Regions from separate parts of the Rattus norvegicus genome. Here region 2 is linked to region 1. Evidence: chromatin contacts called from public Hi-C data. All regions are on one chromosome and are shown on one strand. Each heading gives the region's core, a stretch centred on a gene start, on an enhancer-like site or on the middle of the called end of the contact. The rest is flanking DNA. Distances are from core to core; before and after follow the strand shown. Region 1 overlaps Rreb1 (ras responsive element binding protein 1). Region 2 overlaps Tpi1l2 (triosephosphate isomerase 1 like 2).

Region 1 (3,851 bases), core at 612-3,111:
ATTTACTTTCAACTTCCCCCACTCCCACATGGCAAGCCGACCAAGGAAGGGAAACCTGGCTGCTGGTGTTTTCTTTATTGCAGAGGTAGAAGAATGAGGAAGATGGGGAGGAGCTTTTTTTCCTAGTTAGCAGTTAGTCTCGTTGGACTGTGTCATCAGCCCAGCTTTTCTCAAGGTCTCTCTTGTCACGTCCCTTGGGTGCCCAACATGGTCTGAAGGGCAACTGAGCATGCCCGGAGATTTCATCCTGCTCGTTGGCAGCTGAAGGGGGCGGGGAGGTGGGTAGGGAGGAGGGGCAGGGAGACCTGTGATCTAGCATCCCTGGGTAGATGAGCCTGTGGGCTGCAGGTTACCCGTCTGTCTGCCCATCAGTAAAGGTGGCAGCTTGTGAATAGGTGCTTCAGACAAAGCAGTGGGAGGGCAGAGACTGTTTGTTCTGTGTGATTCAGGCAACTAACGCTGAGAGAATTTGAAAACCTCTCTGAAGGCCAGGGTCCAGGGACTGACTGCTTCTGTGGCAATTCACCTGAGGGCCCCTTGAGGCCGAGGAGCTCACTCACCGACTCACCAGGTGGAGAAGGAGAATGAAATCCCCCACTGGTTTTGTCAGACAGCCAGACTGAGGAGAAAAAGTCTCCGTGGGGGTAATTAGATAAAGCTTTTAAATGCTCTATTTGTTTTTCCCCTGAGCTTGCTTGGTATTTCATCCTTTTTACCCCCCCCCCCCATTCCAAGACTGGGGAAGGATTGTTACAAAAGCGTTTGATAGGCTAGCAGTTGAGTTTCTTTTACACCCTCTGCCCCTCTTTAGCTTTTCAGGCTAAGTGTCAGTCTTTGGTTGTCAAGACGGTTAGCAAAAATTCTCAGAACAACATGAATTTACAGCGAGGTCCATCCTGACCCCTGAGTCTTCGCTTCAGGCCAGCATCCCACCGAAAACAGCTGCTGGTTGGAGGCAGCTTGGCTTTGAGGGCTGAGCATTTAATATATGCTGTGGGCTTCTCTGTGGCGGTGTTTTAAAAAATAAGGTCAGAGCCCTTTTGGAAGTAATTCTCTGCTTGAATTTGAAGGTGTGAGGGAATTAAACAAACACAAACCCCATTGGCTGTGTTGCTACTGATGAATGTGGTTATCTGCACCTTTTCTACCTCACAGCATTGTTGATAGGATAAAATGAAAGTTCCAGAAAGTCAGAAAAAAAAGTCTATAAATGGAAGAAAGTGGTATATTTTGAGTTCAGGAAGCTTCATGGGTATCCACTCCAGATTTCCCTTTCCAGAATTTTGTACAGTTCCTTTACCTTTGGCCGAATTTACCTGCAAGTTTCTCTCAATGGGGGTGGGGTGGGGAGTGCTCCTTTTGCTTCCATTGTGGGGAGCAGACATGACAAGCAGATTCTTCTTCATGGGGTTTACCTAGGGATATGCTCGAAGAGAAAGACAGGAAGCCAAGCTTAAGGCTTAGGCTTTGAAGGGATGGTTGTTAGCATTTAAGCAATAGAGACAAGAGGTGCCAGCACACCTCCTACAATGCTCAGGGCAGCCTCTCTCCACCTCTGTGCAATGGAGACTTGGTTACCCATTCAGCCTCAGAAATCCAGGAGTCAAGGTAGACCAAAAAAAAAAAAAAAAAAAAAAAAAAAAAACCAACCAAACAAACAAACAAAAACAAAACAAAACAAACTAGTTTCCAGTAGTTGGCCTCAGGACCCAGGTCTACTCTGCTGAGTATGTCCAGCGACACCCCCACCCCCCATTTACTGTAACCTTGTCGCAGATAGACCGAGCGTGCGCTGCACACTGCATGTGCTGTGTGGAGACATTCCGTACAGCAGGTGAGCTCTTTATGACATGCCTGTAAGGGAGCGCGGTTGGCAGGTTCAAAGTATCACAGACAGTTTGCGGGTGGAGCAATCGCTGAGTGCTGTTAAGTAGCTTTGAAAACTCTGTCGTGGGTAAGTCCCAACACTCCTCTGCTTCTAAAACAACCTCGATTCACTGACAGAAAGCTGCCCTACTTGTAGATGGCTCAACTTCGCCATCACCGCCCTTCTGTCAGGTCTCCCTCGTTTTGTAAGTTCTGTGGAGTATACTTTTTTTTTTTTTTTTAAGTGTTTGAACTAGCCCCTACTTGCTTGATGCTTTTGGGCACTCATAGTCTCTCTCTCCATTTTGTTTCTTAAATTTTTGTAAAAATCTTACATAATCGCCTATCTTTTATTCAAGGGCAGTTTTCCTGAGTCTTTGGCTCAGTTGTCCCCTCTTGAGAGGAGGGTGGGTTATCCTATGGCAAGACAGGATAGGGAGGAATCAAGGAGGGTGCACCAGGATGGGGGAGGGGAGGAGCTGGTTGGTTGGGACCCCAGATGGAAGTGTCTAGAAGTGTCAGGGGACACAAACACCACTTGCTTCGAGCCTTACCGTTGTTTTTTCTCTGCTACTGTGTCTCACTGAGACAGGACGAGGCCTGGAGTCTATGATCTGGGACTATGATCCCAGATCTGGGAACTATGATCTGGACTTCCAGTCGTGTTGTGTGCCCCTGGACCATAGCTTTTCTCTCTCACCAATGGACCAGCTGTGCTAAGGGTACCCATTGCCACAGCTCAGCAGACACCTTGCCGGGGGATGAGTCCTCTTGCATCCAGCACGCTGGTGTTTTCCTGCCCTCGTCTCTCACCTATGAACTGGCAACTCCCAGCTCTTTACTTTTACAACTTTGCCAGAGCTGGGACCTCCTGGCATCTCGCCCTGCAGGTACTTGTAAAAATGAAAGCCATCTCCCTTCCTTCTAGAAAGGGATCAGGAGGATACAGTATCCTCAGGCAGCCAGGCCCGGCACCCCACTGTCTTCAGTGGCTGGCCTCACATTGGGCAGAACCCCTCGAGGGTGTTGCAAATGCCTCTTAAGTTAATTTCCTGTGACCAGTTCCTCCCTTCTGCAGTTCACCCTGCCCTGTCCACAGAGTGGTGTGTATTGTCTTGCATGCTTCAAAACAGTCCTTGGCTCCTTGTGTCTACAGGAAGAAATCCAAGTGTCTCCACATGGTGCACAAGGACCTTCCTCCCTCAGCTGCCTCTGTATGTGTTCTGTAGCGCCAGGTCCGTTTCACCTCAGCTCTCACTACCCTTCCTTCACCACTGCCCTTCTGAGTAATTCCTCTCTGCTTGGGCCTGCGGCATCTCCAACACTTCTCCAGCTAAAATCCTTTCTTAATGTTTTTTTTCCCCCCAAACCCTGTCTTTGGGGAAAATGTTAGTTCCTCCTTACAGAATAGCCTCTTCCCCCAGTGTTTTCCCACCTCAGGAACATATTTTTCCTGCCCCTAGCACCTAACCTGATGATGACTTAGTTGGTGCTCATGCCTTAGCGTGTGCTGAGTTCTGATACAGAACCCAAAAGTCTTTGGAAGCCAGCCATTCGTAATTTGGAGCTGAGGCCTAAATAGCGCTGTGGATTCAGTGAAGGAAACAGACAACGGTTTTCTGCACGCCCTTCGCACCACTGTTTGGTTCTAGGTGCATAATGGTGGGGGAGTCTTGGATTTCCAAAATCCCAAAGGAAAAAGACTTTGTGAATGCTTGGTTGCTCAAAAAAAAAAACAAAAAAAGTCACACCAGTGGCTTTACTAATTATAACACTTTCCATGGCTCTGGAAAAAATTTACATTAAATAGGAGAGATGGGCACCCAGACCACACCATTTCAGACTCCTAGGAGTGGGCCCATCGTCTCTGCTTAGTTAGAGCTTTGCTTCATGAGTGGTAGGAGTTAATAGGAGTGCTGGTCTGTGTATAATACAACTCCTCCCCATTACTTCTTGGGCTTAAAACAAAACACCAAACCAGAAAC
Region 2 (3,851 bases), core at 725-3,224, 220 kb before region 1:
GAGATCCAGCTGTAAGGCATTTTCTCAATTAGTGATCAAGGAGGGATGGCCCCGCCCATTGTGGGTGGTGCCGTCCCTGGGCTGGTGGTCCTGGGTTCTATAAGAGATCAAGCTGAGCAAGCCAGGGGAAGCAAGCCAGTAAGTAACATCCCTCCATAGCCTCTGCATCAGCTCCTGCTTCTTGACCTGCTTGAGTTCCAGTTCTGACTTCCTTTGGTGATGACCAGCAATGTGGAAGTGTAAGCTGAATAAACCCTTTCCTCCCCAACTTGCTTCTTGGATGTGATGTTTGTGCAGGAATAGAAACCCTGACTAACATATCATCTCTCCAGGAATATTGATTTTTTAAAACATTTATTTATATTTCTGTATCTGTGCATGTTATATATGAGGGTACACATGTATGTAAAAGTCAGAGGGGGGTGTATTTGCATGTATGCACAGCATACATGCATGTGTGTGTGTGTGTGTGTGTGTGTGTGTGTGTGTTTGCTTTCCATTAGGTATTAGTTAGAAAAAGGCTCATCCATATATTTCAAAAGCCAAAATTAATATAGTTTGCCAAAAGTACACGTCTGTATCTGACATAAATGAAAAATCATAACATTTCATGATTTTCACAGTGCTTGAACCCCATGTCTTAGTCTCTGTTCTCTTGCTGTGAAGAGACACCATGACCAAGATAACTTTTATGAAAAAGCATTTAACCAAGGGATTGCTTACAGATTCAGAGGTTTTGTTCATTATCATTCACTGGGGATCATGGTGGTACATGTGGCACTGAAGAAGTGGCAGAGAGAGAGAGAGAGAGAGAGAGAGAGAGAGAGAGAGAGAGAGAGAGAGAGAGAACAGGTCTGGTGTGGGGTTTTGAAACTTCATCCTCAGTGACACACTTCCTCCAAAAAGGCCACACTTCCTAATTCTTTCCAATTAGTGTCATTCAAATGTATGAGCCATGGGGGCCATCCTTCTTTAAACTACCACACCCCATTAACACAGAGCTCTGCCTCACAGTGCACACTGGTTCTGGAGCTCCAGCCACCACACTCATAGTCTATCCTGCACCATGAAGGAAGAAGAATCCCTTTTCTTTAATCCTACTTCCCAGAAGTTGGGCACCATGCTTCCAATTTTAGTCCACTGGCCACGGTTTTACCCAGTGGACACACCTAGTTCCGAGAGTCTGGGAAAACAGGCCCTTGTTCCAGAAAGGCATGCTAAAAATACAGGTTATTGCTACTAAGGAGAAGGTGAAAGTGTGTGTCTCAGGATGCCTGTGGCGGATTCCGCCACAAGGGTAAACAGCACAAGTGTATGGTGTCTCGGCATGGGACCGAGCTCTGTAAATGAGCAGGGAAAACGATCCAGGTATTTCTTCAGCCTTCCTCCCTCCACTGCACCCTCCGAGAAGAGAGACGAGCAGTGTCTGATGTGGGCATGCGCTCCACCAGGCGGCTGACGTCAAATCCACCTGTTATTCAGAGTAGCTCTCACGCACCCGGAGATTGACAGACCCAGGATTCAGATCAGCTGTGCTCAGAGACACCTCTCTCCCCAGCACTGTTGGGGTGCTTCTTCAGTCTCCCCAACTTGATTTGTGGGATCAAAAGAGGACTGTTCCCTCCCTCTGATGCCTGGCAGCCTAACACCGTGTCTCTGGTGACCTTTGGGCTCTGTACAACCACCCCTTCCTGCCTCTCATCTCAGTGTGTTTGGCCTCACTAAACACCAGCAACCCACCAAGGTCATCTTCTGGCCTTGACACGAGGTCTTCAAGTACTGCATTTACCTTTTCTTTCCTTGAATCTCTGGGCTTGGACTCCGTCCCTCAACAACACTCTTAGTCCACCTAGAAACAAACTGTCCATCCCCCACTTCCTCACAGCCCACCCAGAAACTCTACACTGACCCCTGCAGGCTCAGCACAGGGCAGATCCAAATGATGTTTTATGAAACACCCTGCGGCCCTCCCTCTGAGGACAGAGAACCATGGAGCTTGCCCCGTGGTCAAAGGGAACACCAGTTTGGAGGCATGTTGTATCCACGGTGACACCAAACAGGCAGCTAAGACACACAGGGGACCTGGCTCTCATCTATGCTGCTGGAGGTCCTCTCAGCAACCAGAAGACTTGAGACACCTAAGGGCCAGAGCTGGCTGCTGGCAGAAGCATTTTCTCATTCAGAAGGTAGAACACACCCCACGGCCTTCTGCCAGCTAGACACACCGTGCCCTTAGAATCGGGGTCAGTGTGACCCACTGTCTGCTGGGGGGCTCACTTGAGGTGTTCGCTTCGGTGGATTAAGGAGCATTCAGAGCAAGGCTGTTGCCAGAGAACAGAGTGGATGGACTGTGGGCACCATACCGTCACTCTGCTGGGGCTGGCTTCCCCGGAACAGAGGAGAGCTGGCCCCTCCCTTACAGCCAGACAGAGTCTGAATCTGTTGCCTCTTACGGCCGGTTCCAGGTTCTGTGACTTTGGATCCTAAAACTTTCAGCACGATCTCCCAAGTTCTCAGACTTGATGCCTCAGGCTGAGAGTGACACTACCGATGTCCTTGCGCACTGGCCTGTGGGTATGTGTTGCCATCATCTGACACTCCATTTTGTAGACAGGCTGGCCTGGGCCTTTTAGCCACAGCCAGTTCCAGTTCTCCTCTAAGTCCCTCTCAGGCACCTGCCGCTGGGAACCCTGGCTGATGTCCCCGACCTCAAGTTTGTCTGTCTGGTACAGAGCAGACCACAGCCAGATGGCTCTGCGAAGATTAGGCTTTGCAGCTCCAGACAGCAGGGCCCTCGTACTTCCGTACTTCCTCCTGCTCCTCCTTCCCCGCGCCAGACTCTGAAACCTTTCCTGTGGCCCTCAGTGCAAAGATCAGAGCTCCCCAGCCAGGGTCTGGTCTGTTGGAAGTCTTCCTTGCCCATCCTCTTCTGGGTCCTCTTTCCACCCACGTGGCACTACTCCAGCCTCCAGACTGGACATTTGCCTTCTCCTTGTCTGGATGCTCCCCCCACTCCGCCCTCCCATAGCCCCCCCCACTCCCCCCCACCCCCACCCCCCCACCCCCGCCTTCAAGAGACCATGCCCCCAGCTGAGACATCAGCTCTCCCAGTTTTTCCCACACTCCCCTCTTCATTAACATGGTTTCTCTTTAAGCCATCCTCTTTAATGTCCATGTCCCCCTACTAACAGGTAGGCTTCAGAGAGCATCAAGGACCTTAGGGGCTTCTAATTTTATTTTGTATCTGGACTGCTTAGATGAGCAATGAAGGAAGGAGGGGAGAAAGGGAGAAAGGGTTGCTGAAAGCTCTCAAGACTGATCGTGACTTACTGGCAGAACCGTGTTCCCTGATTCTGGGGGTAATTGTCCTCTGGAGATAAGTGGGAACCTGTTCACCAGGCCAGAGAAGACCGGCTGAAACCGGAAGGACTGAAATGAAAGGTGCTCCTCCGGCCCTTTCATCCCCAGTGGGCCTGGGTGTCAGCGCTGGAATCTTAGGACTCCCTCTCTGTGCCTGAGTGTGCCTAGCCGTCTGCACCCTCACCACAGCATGGCTCACGGTTTCTCAGAGACAATGTGCATCTGAACTGAGCAAGTGGAGATGTCTTCCCTTGTCATCTAGGAGCGGCTGACAGACACACGGCACGTGTGCTGTACCGGTTCGTTCCACGGGAGCGGGTATCAGTGGGTCAGGTATCCGCGATCCAGGACACCCGAGATGGGAGCGCTCGCATTCCCCACCCTTCATCCTGTGTCTAGTCGTTGCATTAACTTTTCCTGGGGAGAGGTGACCCAACTTCTGCTCACTGCAGATAGGGCACCAACCACAGGCAAAGTAACAATTCTACAGG

Evidence for each region. Hi-C and Micro-C count contacts between places; a contact is called where the count stands out from the background.
Region 2: a contact with region 1 is called in a Hi-C map of hepatocytes, with 1.9 times the contacts expected there. The contact joins two enhancer-like sites. A contact is called at or near these places in 2 of 12 Hi-C or Micro-C datasets (hepatocytes and kidney).

What each region holds. Positions count from the first base shown.
Region 1 is chr17:27,199,466-27,203,316 of GRCr8, reverse strand. The region is part of intron 1 of Rreb1 (ras responsive element binding protein 1); the gene reads left to right. Among named protein-coding and RNA genes, the nearest start is that of Rreb1, 6.7 kb to the left of the region's middle. Within about 2 kb of position 1,861, at least 2 of the 93 cell types and tissues checked have an H3K27ac peak or open chromatin away from gene starts, as enhancers often do. A contact at or near this core is called in hepatocytes, where this site is marked.
Region 2 is chr17:27,422,009-27,425,859 of GRCr8, reverse strand. All of the region lies in intron 1 of Tpi1l2 (triosephosphate isomerase 1 like 2), which reads left to right. Among named protein-coding and RNA genes, the nearest start is that of Rreb1, 220 kb to the right of the region's middle. Within about 2 kb of position 1,974, at least 3 of the 93 cell types and tissues checked have an H3K27ac peak or open chromatin away from gene starts, as enhancers often do. A contact at or near this core is called in hepatocytes, where this site is marked.